Regions from separate parts of the Ovis aries genome. Here region 1 is linked to region 2. A link is a contact called in public Hi-C data. All regions are on one chromosome and are shown on one strand. The core of a region is the stretch at or near the end of the contact, and the rest is flanking DNA. Distances in the headings are between cores, read along the strand shown. Region 1 overlaps PLEKHH1 (pleckstrin homology, MyTH4 and FERM domain containing H1). Region 2 holds the start of PLEKHH1 (pleckstrin homology, MyTH4 and FERM domain containing H1).

Region 1 (6,847 bases), core at 716-3,215, 38 kb after region 2:
CCTTTTTCTGATAGTCTGTAAAATAACCTTGTGAGTTAGCCATTGTGTGCTATGTGCTCAGTTGGTTCAGTCGTGTCCCACTCTTTGCCACCCCATGGACTGTAGCCCACCAGGCTCCTCTGTCCATGGGATTCTCCAGGCAGTAATACTGGAGTGGGTTGCTATCTGCTTCTCCAGGTGATCTTCCTGACCCAGGAATCAAACCCACGTCTTCTGTGTCTCCTGCATTGGCAGGCGGGTTCTTTACCACTAGTGCCATCTGGGAAGTCTGAGTTAGATATCAGGTAACCTTCTGTGAAACACTCTTGCATTTGTTTAACCTAAATCCCACAAGTTTCACTTTCTGTCTGTGAAGTCAGAGGCCTATCTGTAGTTGAATTCCACAACCACTACTGGCAGGAATAATCTTTTTTAGCCCTGATTTTACCACTTGGACCCAATTTATCTGCCCTACATAAGCAGAGAATTCCCTGCCCCAGCCCAGTGCCACCCCCGCCCCGTAATCCCTTCTTGCTGCCCATCACTTCCCTTCCCTTGCTTGCAGGCACCGCAGGCTCTCATCCCAGCCCTTGCCAGCCCATTCCTCCCTCCTGCATGTGCCCCAGCACTGCCACTCCTCTCTGGAGTGGCCTTGATGTAGCATCCGTCCCGCTTCCCACCCCAACCCCAAGAACCAGGCCAACAACTTTCCCAGTCCCTGTGCCTCACATGTCACCTGAAGGGGCCTTTGTTTTCCCTTTACCTTGAGTGGAAAAGAGATATGGAAAAGGATAAGTGGGACTTCTGGGTTGTTTGGGAGGGATCTGGACCCTAAGGAAAGCTCCCCAGGCCTGTAGGCCTGCTTCAGAAGCAGGGAACCCTGAGGGGCAAGGGAAGAGTTGGGGTGGGCATTCCTGTTGTCTTCTGTACCATGATTTGACATTGTTGCTGTAGGGAAAAAAGATGTCTCAGTTTTCTAACTGGCTTACAAAAGGGCACGTCCTTGCCCTGGGACTCTCACCTCCTCATTGTCAGTGCCCCCACTTCTAGAGTGCTAAGATGCAGAGAAGCAGGTCCTGGTCCCCTCTCCTCCTGAACTTCTTGCCCCAAGGGGAAGGGCCGAGCGAGGGAGGGAATAAATATCACCTGATGGGCCCTGGCTGTATTCTAGGTATTAGATGTTTTTGTTGATAATTTTATCTGATTGTCACAACAGCCTGAAAGGTATTATTTATTACGCCCATTTTGGTTGGTTGGTTTTAGTCACTAAATCGTGTCCAACTCTTGTGACCCCATGGACCATAGCCCGCCAGGCTCCTCTGTTCATAGGGATTTCCCAGGCAAGAATACTGGAGTGGGTTGCCATTTCCTTCTCCAGGGAGTCTTCTTGACCCAGGGATCGAACCTGGGTCTCCTGCATTGCAGGCAGATTCTTTACCAACTGAGCCACCAGGGAAGCCCACATTTAGAGCCGAGGAAAGTGAGGTCCAGAAATGATGTTAACTTGCCCCAGATCCCCCCACCCCTACCCTTGGAGGCTAAGCGTGAATGTGGACCCAGGTCTGCCCGCCTCCAAAGGCAAGGGCCGGGATGGGCACAGGAGTGGGTGGGGTGCGGGGCCCCTGACCCCCTGCCACCGCCGTGTTCCAGGAGAGCCGGATCTACGCTGTGGCCACGTCCGGCATGCGGCTGTCTGAAGTGCCTGTCAGAAGTAATGCCACCAGCTGCGGTGAGTCCCAAGTGGCTCCTGTGGCGGGCAGGGTGGGCATACGCGGAGAGGACTCTGAACTACGCCCAGGCCAGGTCACCTGCAGCCCATTCCTTCCCACAACAGGTGAGGTTCAGGTGAAAGCATGTGGCCAGGGCTCCCTTGGAGGGAGAAGGAAGCTGCAGGGTTCTGCTCTTCAAGTGTAGGGTGGGAGTGGGCGTGAACGGAGTTGTAGCCAATTACAGAGATGGAAGGGGTTTTGGAGGCGGGGCCTCCAGCAGCCATCCACCTGCGCTGGCCTTCCCTGCCGCAGTGCAGGGACTGTGGGCGGAAGGAGCCGCCTTCCTTGCTGTGTGTGGCTCCGGAGTCACCCGCCACAGCGACCCCACAGTGATGCGAGCGCCGCGTAGTCACATGGCGTGTAACTCACCTTGGCAAGAGTGGGACTGAGGAAGACCTTGGCCCTCATCCTGCTATCTGTCACCGGTCTTTCCGGTCTGTCTAGAGTGCTGTTTGTTTCAGGGAATGCTGTCTATGCGGCTCTCTCTCCTCCTGACGCCGCTCAGGTCTCTGCCTCCCTCCCACCCCTTCCTGGGTTATGTCACCGGAGTGAATCTCATTCCTCTCTCCTGCCCCTCCAGCTTCAAGCCCTCCTGCCCTGGCATCACCTGGGCCATTCTCTGGCCTTGTCTACAAGAATGTCACCGTGCCTGTCTACACAGCCCTGAAGGGGGTAAGAAGCCGCTGTTGGAAGAGGGATTGTCCTCCTCCAGAAAGGCCTTCCCTTCACCTCCTGACCACCACCCATATCTGCAGGGGGTGGCTGGAGTCAAGCTCTAGGGTCAGGCCTCTGAACACACATGTAACTCTGGGCAGGCAGCTCAGTGCCTGCTCCACTCCCCCACCCCCACCATATATCATTTTATTTATCTTTCTTAGATTTTTTAAAACCTATTTTTAATTTTTCTTCCAATTTTATTGAGGTAATGGAAACCTAATAAAGGTATTGCTGTGCACCAGGAACTCATATAATATAGTGTTGTAGGTCAATTATACTTCAAAAACAAACTCATAGTAAAAAAGAGATCAGACTTGTGGTTACTCAAGTGGGGGAATTGGATGAAGGTGATCAAAGGTATAAACTTCTAGTTATAAGAACTAAGTATGTAATGCACAATATGATAAATATAATTTACAGTGTTATATGCTAATACACAAAAGAGTAAATCCCAAGAGTCATTTATCACAAGGGAAAGGTTTTTTTTCTGTTTCTTAAATTTTATATCTATATGAGATAATGGATGTTTTTTAAGCTTATTGTTGTAACCATTTCATGATGTATGTAAGTCAAACTATTATGCTACACACCTTCATCCAGTTCCCCTACAACACTATATGAGTTCCTGGTGCACAGAAATATCTTTATTAGGTTTTTATTAGAAAAATTCTACATTTACGAAAGTGTGAATCATTATGATGGAGGGCAAAGTAAAAAGTTAGAGGTTAACCCAATGCCTGCTCCACCTCTTCTCATCTTTTCACACATCTGTCCCAGAGACCAGTGGGATATTCCATCCTGAACTTTTTATGTGTTCAAACATGTATTCCCATATATACTCCCATAACTTTTCTACATTAAAAAAAAAAAAAACATTTATTTATTTGGCTGCCTCGGGTCTTAGTTACAGCACATGGAATTTTTGCTGCATCGTGTGGCAGCTTTCATTGTGGCACGTAGACTCAGTTACTCCACAGCAAGTGGAATCTTAGTTCCCTGACCAGGGATCAAACTCACATCACCTGCATTGTAAGATGGATTCTTAACCACTGGCCCATCAGGGAAGTCCTTCTCTCTATATATATTTTTAACAAAAATCAGATATTGCTGCAACATGATGTTTTCATATACTTTTTGGTCTGCTTTTGTTACTGTTTTCTGAGATCATAACAGTAGTACTTTGTAAAACTTGTTTGTAGAAGGATAAAAAGCCCAAAGTGAAATTTCCTCTTACATTGCTTTTCCCTTATTCCTAACCCTAGAGGCAACTATCACTGATGGTTTGGTGTTTATTCTGTAATGCCCTCTGACACATTTACAAATTTTCTGTCCCTCTCTTAGATGCACACACACAGAGGATGACATCGTACATGTCAGTCTGCCTGTTGCTTTTGCACCCAGCCACGTGTCAGGTCTCCCGGCCCCGCCTCCACAGGCAGCACAGCTCTGCCTCCCTTTTTAGGGCTGTCCAATATCCCTGGTATAGATGCCCCATAATGACTTTAACTTGTCCTTTCCTGATTCACAGTGTGGGTCATCTCTATCTTTCTCTAAAATCAATGTTGGCGATTAACATCATCTTGCAGATACTTCTCTGTGCCCTTATATATACATATTTCTGTAGGACCTAGTTCTAGAGGTGGAATTTATGGGTAGATAATATGTATGTTTTAAATTTTGAGAGGTAGTGCCAAATAACCTTCTAAAAAGATTTTATCACACTATAGAGAGTATCCTTTTCCGCACAGTTGCCCCAACATTGAAGTAATTGGTCTTTTAAATTTTTTACCATGATCTCTGGATTTGTCATCCCCACCCACTTTTAAAGCTCCGGTCTCACCTTTGGCCATTGGTGTGGTGTTCTGGCCCCCTAGTGGCAGGGAGCAAGGGTCCCAGCGGCCAGGTGTTCAGCCCCAGTGGAGCAGCTCCCCTGGGGATCACGTGGTGTGTGGGGGAGAGAGAAGCATGGAGGTGAGGATGCAGGGGCAAGGTGATCAGGTCGGGAGGGGACAGTTGTCTTTTGGGTGTCCCAGCTGGATGGAGGCGTCCCCATGCGCTAGACAGGCTGTGTTGGCCACACCCGGGGCACATGGAGCTGGAGTGAAAGTGCAGGTGGGTGGGGGCTTGCTTTGCGGCAGGAGCTGCAGTGGGAAGGGGGCCTGTCTTGCAGAAAGCCACGCAGATCAGCACAGTGCCCTTTGTGGATGAGTCCTCTGGGTCCGATGATGACTGCAGCTCCCAGGCGAGCTTCCGAACTTCAGTCCCCTGCTCTGAGTCCAGGAAGACCAGTGGACTGGGCAGCCCCCGGGCCATCAAGAGAGGTAGGGAGGAGGGGGGTGGGAGGGGTATGAAACAATGGCGGGCATGTCCTCTCCTCCCATGGGGGGTCCTACTTGAGGGTCCTTGGTGGGTGAGGAAGGCCCTGCAGTTCCTGGGCTGGGCTAGCCGGGAGGGTGTGGACCCAGGCCTGGACTCCTCTTCCCTTGGACAGGCGTCTCCATGTCCTCACTGAGCTCCGAGGGTGACTACGCCATTCCCCCAGATGCCTGCTCCTTGGACAGTGACTACTCTGAGCCTGAGCACAAACTGCAGCGCACCTCATCCTATTCCACCGACGGGCTGGGCCCAGGCGGGGTGAGCTGGGAGCTGTGCTCCCACCCCACGGGGCCGAGGCAGGGCTGGGTGGGAGCGGACCGCCAGCACGAGACCCAGGCAGCAGCTGTGGGGTCCCTGGGACTGGCAAAGGGACAGCGAGGCCTGGGGGCTGCCACTGATGATGTGAGGCCTTGGGGAGTAGGCGGGGGTATGCAGTTAGGAGGTCAGGTGCACTCAGACCCCATCACTATAGCCCAGGGGGCCCAGTGGGGCAGGAGGAGTTTACACATGTTGCCTCTTTAGCACCACGCTGACCGGGGATGCTGAGCGCTAACAATGTATTTATTGAGTGCTTAGTGTGCCGGGCACCGTGCTCAGGGCTTTGCATGCAGTGTCTCATTTGTCCTCACGGTCGTCTCAGGCTTATTACCCCAGCTCGAGGATGAGAAGCCTGAGCCTCAGGTGTGCTGCTGTGCTCCAGAGCCGGCAGTGAATCCAGGTGGCTCGTCCCCCAGCCCTCGCTCCACACTGCTGTGCTGCCCTGGCTTGTCTTTCCCTTTCCACTCTCCTCCCCCACTCAGCTCATGTTCCCCAAACTTCTCCCACTCTTCCTTGCTGCCTGGAATGGCCTCCTTCCTCCTCTGGGCTCATCTCGAAGGAAAGGCTGATTTCCTTCCAAGGCTGGTTCAGGTCTGGCTCCTGCTGGAAGCCTCACCTGGCCAGCCTCTCGCTTGTACGGCCGCTGACCCACCACCTCTTCACGGTCATGTGTTGTCTCCCCTGCCAGCAGGACCACCCATGCTTTATGACTCCTCTCTGCACTCTTAGCCGGGCAGTTCCTTGAAAACACACGTTGTTGTTGTTGTAGTCGCTAAGTCATGTCCGACACACACAGTAGATACTCAATAATTTGTTTTAATTGATGACAAAGCAGTGATTCTGCTGGGCCCTTTTGGCCTGTGTGATGTCCAGGAACCCCAGTGATTTTTCCCTTTCTCGCCCTGCACCCCTCCACTCCTGCAGGAGTCACTGGAGAAGTCGGGCTACTTGCTGAAAATGGGGAGCCGGGTGAAGACGTGGAAGAGGCGCTGGTTTGTGCTGAGACAGGGACAGATCATGTACTACAAGTCTCCGGTGAGACCTTCCTTCCCTGGACAGTAGGCAAAAGGACCCACCCCAGCCCCAGAACTGCATGAGGGGCTGGAAGCCGGGCAGAGGGCGAAAGTCTGGCAGGTGGAAGAGGCAGCCTGAGCAGGTTCCTGAGGCTCTGAGCCCCACATGGGACCAGGAGTGAAATCAAGCCCTGAGCAGTCAAGGGCACTTCTAGACCGCTTGGCTTGGTGATTTCTTTTTCCTTCGGAAGCCGAGTTCTTCTTATGCCTGGTCCTGTAAATGAACTATTCCTAGGCTGCCCTCATGTGATCTGGGCTGCTCTAACAGGGAAGCTTGTTACCTCCTCCATCTCCTTCCAACGCTGTTTGGAATTAGGGAGCCTTAGGATCCTGGGACCTAGGAGAAGGCAATGGCACCCCACTCCAGTACTCTTGCCTGGAAATCCCATGGACGGAGGAGCGTGGTGGGCTGCAGTCCATGGGGTGGCTAAGAGTCGGACACGACTGAGAGACTTCACTTTCACTTTTCACTTTCATGCATTGGAGAAGGAAATGGCAACCCACTCCAGTGTTCTTGCCTGGAGAATCCCAAGGACGGGGGAGCCTCATGGGCTGCCATCTATGGGATCACACAGAGTCAGACACGACTGAAGCAACTTAGCAGCAGCAGCAGCA
Region 2 (7,568 bases), core at 2,754-5,253:
AGGCCTGCGGCTTCTGCGGCCCAGCTAAGCCTTCATCTCCAGGTACATGATGGCTTTCTCCCCTCCTCTGTTCTGTCAGGCCACCTGTACTGATAAGCTAACATCAAGCAGAAACAAGCTTTGGGTGTGGAGGGTACCCTCTCTCTGTGGACCCTTCAGGGGGTCTGGAAGTTCAGAGCCTCTCTCTCAGCTCCATCCAGCCTTGCCTGCTCTCCTTCCTCTCCCACAATGGCACCGGCCCAACGCAGCTTATTATTATTATTATTTTGTCTCAGTTTTTCTAAGGTTCCCCTCTTCTATAGGGACTCCCTCGTAATCCAGCTTTTTCCTCCAGCTCTCAAATATCATGATCCAGAGGGTAGCTGCGCAGAGGAAATAATTTCCCCACTTTGTTGTCGTTCAGCTGCTAAGTCGTGCACAGGATAAAGTGAGACAGGAAGCAAGGAGATGGTTTATCCAAGCTTGTAGCTGGGCAGCTAATAGATTCCCTGGAACAACTTGAAAGTCCGCTACCACAAATGGACAAATGAAGGAATGAATGAAAGGGTGGGAGAGAGGGACAGGCATCAGCAGATACTGTCCACTGATTCAGCCATAGCCATGGTTTGACTTTGTCTCGGTCCATGGAGGGCTACATAAAAAGTGCTTTTCTTTTTTTTTTAATATTTTCAATGCGGACCATTTTTAAAGTCTTTATTGAACCTGTTATATTATTGCTTCTGTTTTGGTTTTTTGGCCAAGAGACATGTAGGATCTCAGCTCCCCTCCCAAACCCCCTGCATTGGAAGGCCAAGTCTTAATCACCGGACCTTCAGGAAGTCCCAGAAAGAGCTTTAAGACAAAAAGACTTGTGGGAAAAAGACAGTGTCTCAGACATTCCAACCCTGAATCTCAGAGTTGAGTTAGGCGTAGGCTACCCTGAAGGTCCATAAGAATCCATCCTTGGGGAGGTGTGGCACGGGAGCTATGGCTGAGGGTGCCGCTGGGGAGCCAGCCTCACTGAAGCCTGAACAGTCTGTCTCTGATGATTAGGGACCAAAGAGGGGGCCAGTGGAGGAACCCATCCAGAGTTGGGGGACAGTGGGCAGGACCTCTCCAGGCTGCTAGCATGGGGGTGGCTGGGGTCACAATTGCAGCAAAGGCTGGTGGGACAACCTGTAGCATCAGATGGGACACGGCTCTCCCTGTGTGCATTCCTGCCGGCCTGGTTAGTGATTACCCGCCAGGGTCTAAGGCAGTGGGAGTCACTTTTTCCCCTACAGTGGAGGAGGGGACAGGCCCATCTTCCTCCAGGCAACCATTCACCCTGGGGAGTACTAGGTAGGGATTAATAACAGTAAATAGAAGAGCTATAAAACTGAGCTAAGATTGGGACAATTGGGGACATTTATGGCCTGTTCAGTCAATGATAGTATTGTGTTGATGCTAAATTTTTTAAGTGTGATGATATTAGGAAAACATGCTTGTTCTTAGCAAGAATATCCTGAAGTATCCAGGGACAAAAGGTCATGATGTGTACAACTAAGTCTCCAATGGAAAATACACACACACACACACACACACACACACACACACACACGGAGAGCGAGAAAGTAAAGAAAGCAGTGTGTTAACAATTGGTTAAGCCTAAGTGCAGAGTGTATGGGTGTTTAATATACTGCTTTTTACAACTTCTCTAGGTTTGGAATTTTCATAATAAAATGTTGAGGGGGGAGCAGAGCTAAGAGAAGAAAAATAGCCATCACTTATCAAACAATGATTGGATTTCAAAATTTAGGTGACTCTAATATCTGATTTAATCCTCAAACCAACTCCAGAGGGAGACATTACAATCCTCATATTAAAGATATGGAAACTGAGTCCCAGAGAGACTAAAGAACTCACCCAAGTTTACAGAGCAGGGATTGAGACAGAGCCCAAAGAACGGGAGGTCTTGCAGGGGAGTGTGGCTGGGGGTCCGTCATCTAACACTTTTATTGAGCCTTTCTGTGTGCTGGCAGCGTTTTAAAATCGTCCATGTGTTTAACTCATTTCATCCTCCCTTCCTAAAAGCTTTGTGCTTTGTGATAAATCACTTCATCATTGTGGGTGGGAGGGAACAAAGGAGCACTCAAATGTATCGACAGAAGTGTTGGTTGGTGCAGTCTCCTTTGAGGGCAGTGCGCAGCATCTGTTGAAATTTAAAATTCACATTTTGTTTACATCCTGCAATTCCACTTCTAAGTGTTAAACCGTAAAGATAGTCACATATGTAGACCAAGAAATAGGTATAGAGATATTCACTGCAGCAAGGTATATAACAGCCAAAGACTGGAAATGTTCTAAATATCCATCATTAGGCATGCTAGGGAACCATTTAAAAAGTAAGGCAAATGAACAAACATCACAAAACACAAACAGAGTTATAGGTACAGAGAACAAACAGGTGGTTATCAGAGGGAGGAGACTGGGGAGAGGAAAGAAATAGGTAAGGGAGATAAAGAAGTACAAACTTCCAGTTGCAAAATAAATGAGTCATGAGTATGAAATGTACAGTGTGATGAATATAGTTAATAATTATCTAATATCTTTTTACGGTGATGTATCATAATAACCAATAGTTAGAACCGAACCTGGAACAACAGACTGGTTCAAAGTTGGAAAAGGAGTGCTTCAAGGTTGTATATTGCCACCCTGCTTATCTAACTTCTATGCAGAGTACATCATGTGAAATGCCAGGCTGGATGAAGCACAAGTGGGAATTAAGATTGCCAGGAGAAATATCAATAACCTCAGATATTCAGATGACACCATCCTAATGGCAGAAAGCGAAGAGAAACTGGAGAGCCTTTGATGAAAGTAAAAGAAGAAAATGAAAAACTTGGCTTAAAACTCAACATTCAGAAAACTAAGATCATGGGATCTGGTCCCATCACTTCATGGCATATAGATGGAGAAACAGTGGAAACAGTGACAGAGTTTTGGGGGGGGGCTCCAAAATCACTGCAGATAGTGACTGTAGCCATGAAATTAAAAGACACTTGCTCCTGGAAGAAAAATTATGACCAACCTAGACAGCCTATTAAAAAGCAGAGACAGGACTTTGCTGACAAAGGCCCATATAGTCAAAGCTATGGGCTTTTCCAGTAATCATGTATGGATATGAGAGTGGGACCATAAAGAAGGCTAAGTGCTGAAGAATTGATGCTTTTGATCTGTGGTGTTGCAGAAGACTCTTGAGAGTCCCCTGGACTGAAAGGAGATCAAACTAGTTAATTCTAAAGGAAATCAATCCTGAATATTCACTGGAAGGACTGAGGCTAAATCTGAAGCTTCAATACTTTGGCCACCTGATGTGCATAGCCAACTCATTGGAAAAGACCCTGATGCTGGGAAAGACAGAAGGCAGGAGGAGAAGGGGACAACAGAGAATGAGATGGTTGGATGGCATCATCGACTCAATGGACATGGGTTTGAGCAAGCTCTGGGAAATGGTGAAGGACAGGGAAGCCTGGTGTGCTGCAGTCCATGGAGTTGCAAAGAGTCAGACACGACTGAGTGCACACACACACACACACACACACACACAGGCATACACACACTAGGGGACAAGGGACAGGGGAGGAAGGAGACTTACTATTCATTGTTAGCCCTTCGGCATTATTAATAATTCAAATTTATACTATGTGAATGATTACCTATTCAAAGTGAGTGAACGCATGCATGAATGAGCATAAGTCTCCTTGAAAACTCCGCAGGACTTGTTTTGGGGCTTCCTTAGCAATATTTCCAGTCTTGAAGGGGACAGAGGCCAGTTACCCACAGTTTGGGGTTGATCTATTCCAATCCTCAGGAGGTATGAGTCCATGTTTAAGCTCATGAAGTCCCATTAACCCTGATGAACTTTCGCCCTTGGCCTCCTGAACTACATGAGTCAGCTTTCCACAGAGTCTGGGCTCTCAAAATTGTGCATGAGAATTACTTGGAGGCCTTATTAACTGCACAACTTTCCAGCCTAACCTCCAGACACTCAGATTCAAACGTGGGGTGCAGCCGGGGGGCACCACCACCTGGAAAGAAACTTTCAAAGCCCCTGGGGAGAAACTGGTGAGTCTGCCTCTGTTCAGAACTAGCCTGAGAGCCTGCCAGATTGGGGAAGAAAGCTGTTCTGAAACGTGGATCCTTCCCTGCAATATTCTCCGTATTCATCGTCTTTACCCCATATCCACCTAACTAAAAACTGAGTACTCCACCCCCCGCCCCCCGCAGGTAATTTAGGATTGTACTGGTGAGCGCAGGGGCTGCAAGGGTGCACGGAGAGCTGCCCGCGCCGGCGACGTCCTGTTTGCCTTTCCGGTTCCTCGGCCGGCCGGCTCCTTTAAAATAAATAATGCGTGCATGCATACATACAGACGTACGGACGCAAGCAAGTTACCCTCTAGGCTGCGGTGAGTTTTGTTTTTTCCTTCGTATTACGTATCAGAACTTTGGTCTCCCAATGGGACAGACTCTTTGAAATAAGGATTTCTGCTCCAAATATCCAGGCGTGACGGTTCCTGCAAGTCGTTCGACCAATACAGGAACCTCCTTTTGAGGGGGAACGGGGGAGGGTCTGGTCTTGCGCCCCATCCAGGGAGGGTCTCAGGCTGGTTGGGAGCTGAGGAGATGCTGGGGCGCCCCGGCCGCCCCAGGTGGCTGCTGATTCGGCCTCTGCAGAGAGCTCGGGGCTGGAGCTCGGGACACCTCTCGGCCCGCGGGACCCCACCGCCGTCCCCGCCGCCCCAGGGACGAGCCCGGCGGTGCCGAGAGGTGGGAGGCTGGAGCCTGCTGAGGTCATTTCCTGTGCCTCTCCGCGAGCCGCCCCTGGAGCCCAGCCTGGCGCTCTGCCTTTAAGGAGCGGGCGGGGAGGGGGCGCGGCGGAGTATTGAATGGGGCGCTGCGAGGTCGGCTCGGCTTTTGTGCAGCCAGCGGGCGGGCAAACCTCCCGGGCCAGCTCGGCCCGCCCCGCCCACGCCGACCCCTGCTGCCGGGGAGCGGAGACCCGGCGGCCGCGGCGGACTCCGGCGAGATCGACGCAAGGTCAGCGGCGGACGCGCGCCAGGGGCGCCCGTGTGCCAGGGGCGCCCGTGTGCCAGGTGCGCGGCGGGGACGCCCGGGATCTGGCTGGAGGTGAGCGGCCCCAGGGAGCCCCGCGGGCAGAGATGGGGGTGGGCGCGGGGGTGGGAGTGAGGGTTCGCTGGCCGGGGAGGGTGTTTGGTTAGACTGAGAGAGGATCCGCTGCCTCTGGCCCGAGGGCGATTCCGGAGCAGGTGCCTCCCTACCTGGAAACAAGCTCTTAGCAGCCAGGAGCGCTAGGAACGGAGCGTCGGGCTCCGGGAACTGGCACCGCCAGGCGAGGAGTAGCCTTCCTGGAGAGGATCCGGAGTTTGGGACCGGCTCGATCCAGTTGCTCCCGGGAAGGGCCCTCGGAGCGAACCTGCAGGCTTTCCACCGAGTTGCCTGAGCTCGAGCAGGCTCTCAAGTCCTCCTGCTTTTTTCCCGGTCTCATCTCGGGTTATTGCTTCTGTGATTCCTGGGTGGTTCCCTTAGGGTCCCGGTGGATTAGGCTTGATTTTTGGAGGCAGGTCAGCCAACCAGCAGAGAAAACCAGTCGGGTGCCAAATGACAGCAGGAACTTAGCGTCCTAGGAGCCTTAGAGAGGAATCGGTCACCGGGGCGCAGGGGGTCTTAATGGAGGTGGCAGGCGCAATGAAGACCCTCATTTGGGAGTAGATCTGCTCTGTTGGATCTGTCCCTGGTGGTTTAGTCCCTCAGTCGTGTCCGACTCTTGAGACCCCGTGGACTGCAGCCTGCCAGGCTCCTCTGTCCATAGGATTTCCCAGGCAAGAAAACTGGATTGGGTTGCCATTTCCTTCTCCGGAGGATCGTTACCCACCCAGGGATGGAACCTAAGTGTTGCGGGAAGTCTCCTGCCTCGCAGGCAGAGTCTTTACCAATTGCGCCACCAGGGAAGCTCTGGATCTGTTCCTGCCAAGAGACAAGTAAACTTTTACTATGAATACACCTCATGAAACTTCAGGACAAAGCTTTAGTTCTGGCTAACACTTATGGCTAAAGATCGTTTTAATATCAATTTCAGTGGAAAAGTTATTTGTTCCTTTCTTAAACTTTTTGGACTGTCTTCTATGCTGCAGACATTGTGTCTTGGTAACATCACTTAACTCTTTATAGAACACCACATGAAGTGTTTCTGCACATCACTATCTCGGTTTTATAAAGGAGGAAACTAGGACTCGGAAAAACAGTGACTTGCCCAAGGTCATATAACTGAAAAGCGGAGGAGGCAGGACTCAAACGGAGGCCTCTTAAACTGAATTTACATCGCTGTTCACCACCCTCCTTCTCCACAGGCTGCTGAGGGGTCCTGTTCAGAGCTGGGTTACTCATTGAAACTAACAAGTGAGCTGAGAAAATGCCTCTGGGACCCCTTCTGCCCTCTCCAGAAGCCATCAGCTATAGGAAGAAGTCACTCCGCTTGCAGAGGAATGCTCCATACTGTTCCCATCTTCTCTCCACGAGGCTGTGTGTGTGTGTATTGCTCAGTCATGTCTGACTCTTTGAGACCCCATGGACTGTAGCCTGCCAGGCTCCTCTGTCCATGGGATTCTCCTGGCAAGAATACTGAAGTGGGTTGCCAGTTCCTTCTCCGGGGGATCTGTCTGACCCAGGGATCAAACCCAGATCTCCCACATTGCAGGCAGATTCTTTACCGCCTGAGCCACCAGGCAAGCCCCATGTGAGGCTGTGTAACTACAGAACTCTGTGCTCCCTGTGGGTTGAAGAGTGCGTTCTACATGCTGGCGCTGAGGTGTCAGGATCCCCTTGCTACTGATCCAAGTGACTCCATAGCAGTCTGGCCACTGAGCCACCATCCCATGTTCTCTGACCAACCTTTCTGTCAAAAACGAATTAAAAACCTACCACCTCTGTGGGGAAATTGGTGCTTATTGCTGGCTGGAGTATCAATTAGAATAGCCTCAGGGGAAGGCAGTTGGAACTCTTTGGCCATTGCAAAATATAAATCACTCAGCAGTACAGTTCCATTTCTGAGACTTTATCCTTGAGATAAACTGAGATGTGTATGAAATAATGTCTATTCATTGAATATTCATTGTAGCACTGTTTTAGTGAAAGGTTTAAAACAATCCAAGTGGCTGCCAATTAGGGACTCAAATGAAATCATGTAATAGCCACACAAGAGAATACAATATAGCTCTTAAAAAGCTTGAGGGAGGAATGGGGCAGATATATATTATTATATATGTACATGGTTTCTCTGGTGGCGCAGTGATAAAGGATCCGCCTGCAATGCAGGAGACTCAGGAGACATGGGTTTGATCCCTGAGTCAGGAAGATCCCCTGGAGGAGGAAATGGCAGCCCACTCCAGTACTTGCTGGGAAAATCCCATGGACAGAGGAACCTGGTGGGCTGCATTCCACGGGGTTGCAAAGAGTCAGACTGAGTGAGCATGCATGCATACACACACACACATATAAGAAGCTCTCTGAGTTATAGTAAGTGCAGTGTG

Evidence for each region. A called contact is a pair of places that touch in the nucleus more often than the background predicts.
Region 1: a contact with region 2 is called in a Hi-C map of mixed tissues, with 2.0 times the contacts expected there. The contact joins the enhancer-like site here to the promoter of PLEKHH1 in region 2. A contact is called at or near these places in 5 of 16 Hi-C or Micro-C datasets (liver, mixed tissues, muscle and 1 more).

The regions. Positions count from the first base shown.
Region 1 is chr7:77,509,491-77,516,337 of ARS-UI_Ramb_v3.0, forward strand. It overlaps PLEKHH1 (pleckstrin homology, MyTH4 and FERM domain containing H1), which reads left to right. Exons shown (of 30, transcript XM_060418192.1): 9 at 1,630-1,813; 10 at 2,329-2,420; 11 at 4,636-4,786; 12 at 4,957-5,099; 13 at 6,084-6,194. Among named protein-coding and RNA genes, the nearest start is that of PIGH, 26 kb to the right of the region's middle. Within about 2 kb of position 1,966, at least 12 of the 54 cell types and tissues checked have an H3K27ac peak or open chromatin away from gene starts, as enhancers often do.
Region 2 is chr7:77,469,933-77,477,500 of ARS-UI_Ramb_v3.0, forward strand. It overlaps PLEKHH1 (pleckstrin homology, MyTH4 and FERM domain containing H1), which reads left to right and starts at 4,004. Exons shown (of 30, transcript XM_060418192.1): 1 at 4,004-4,086; 2 at 4,249-4,427.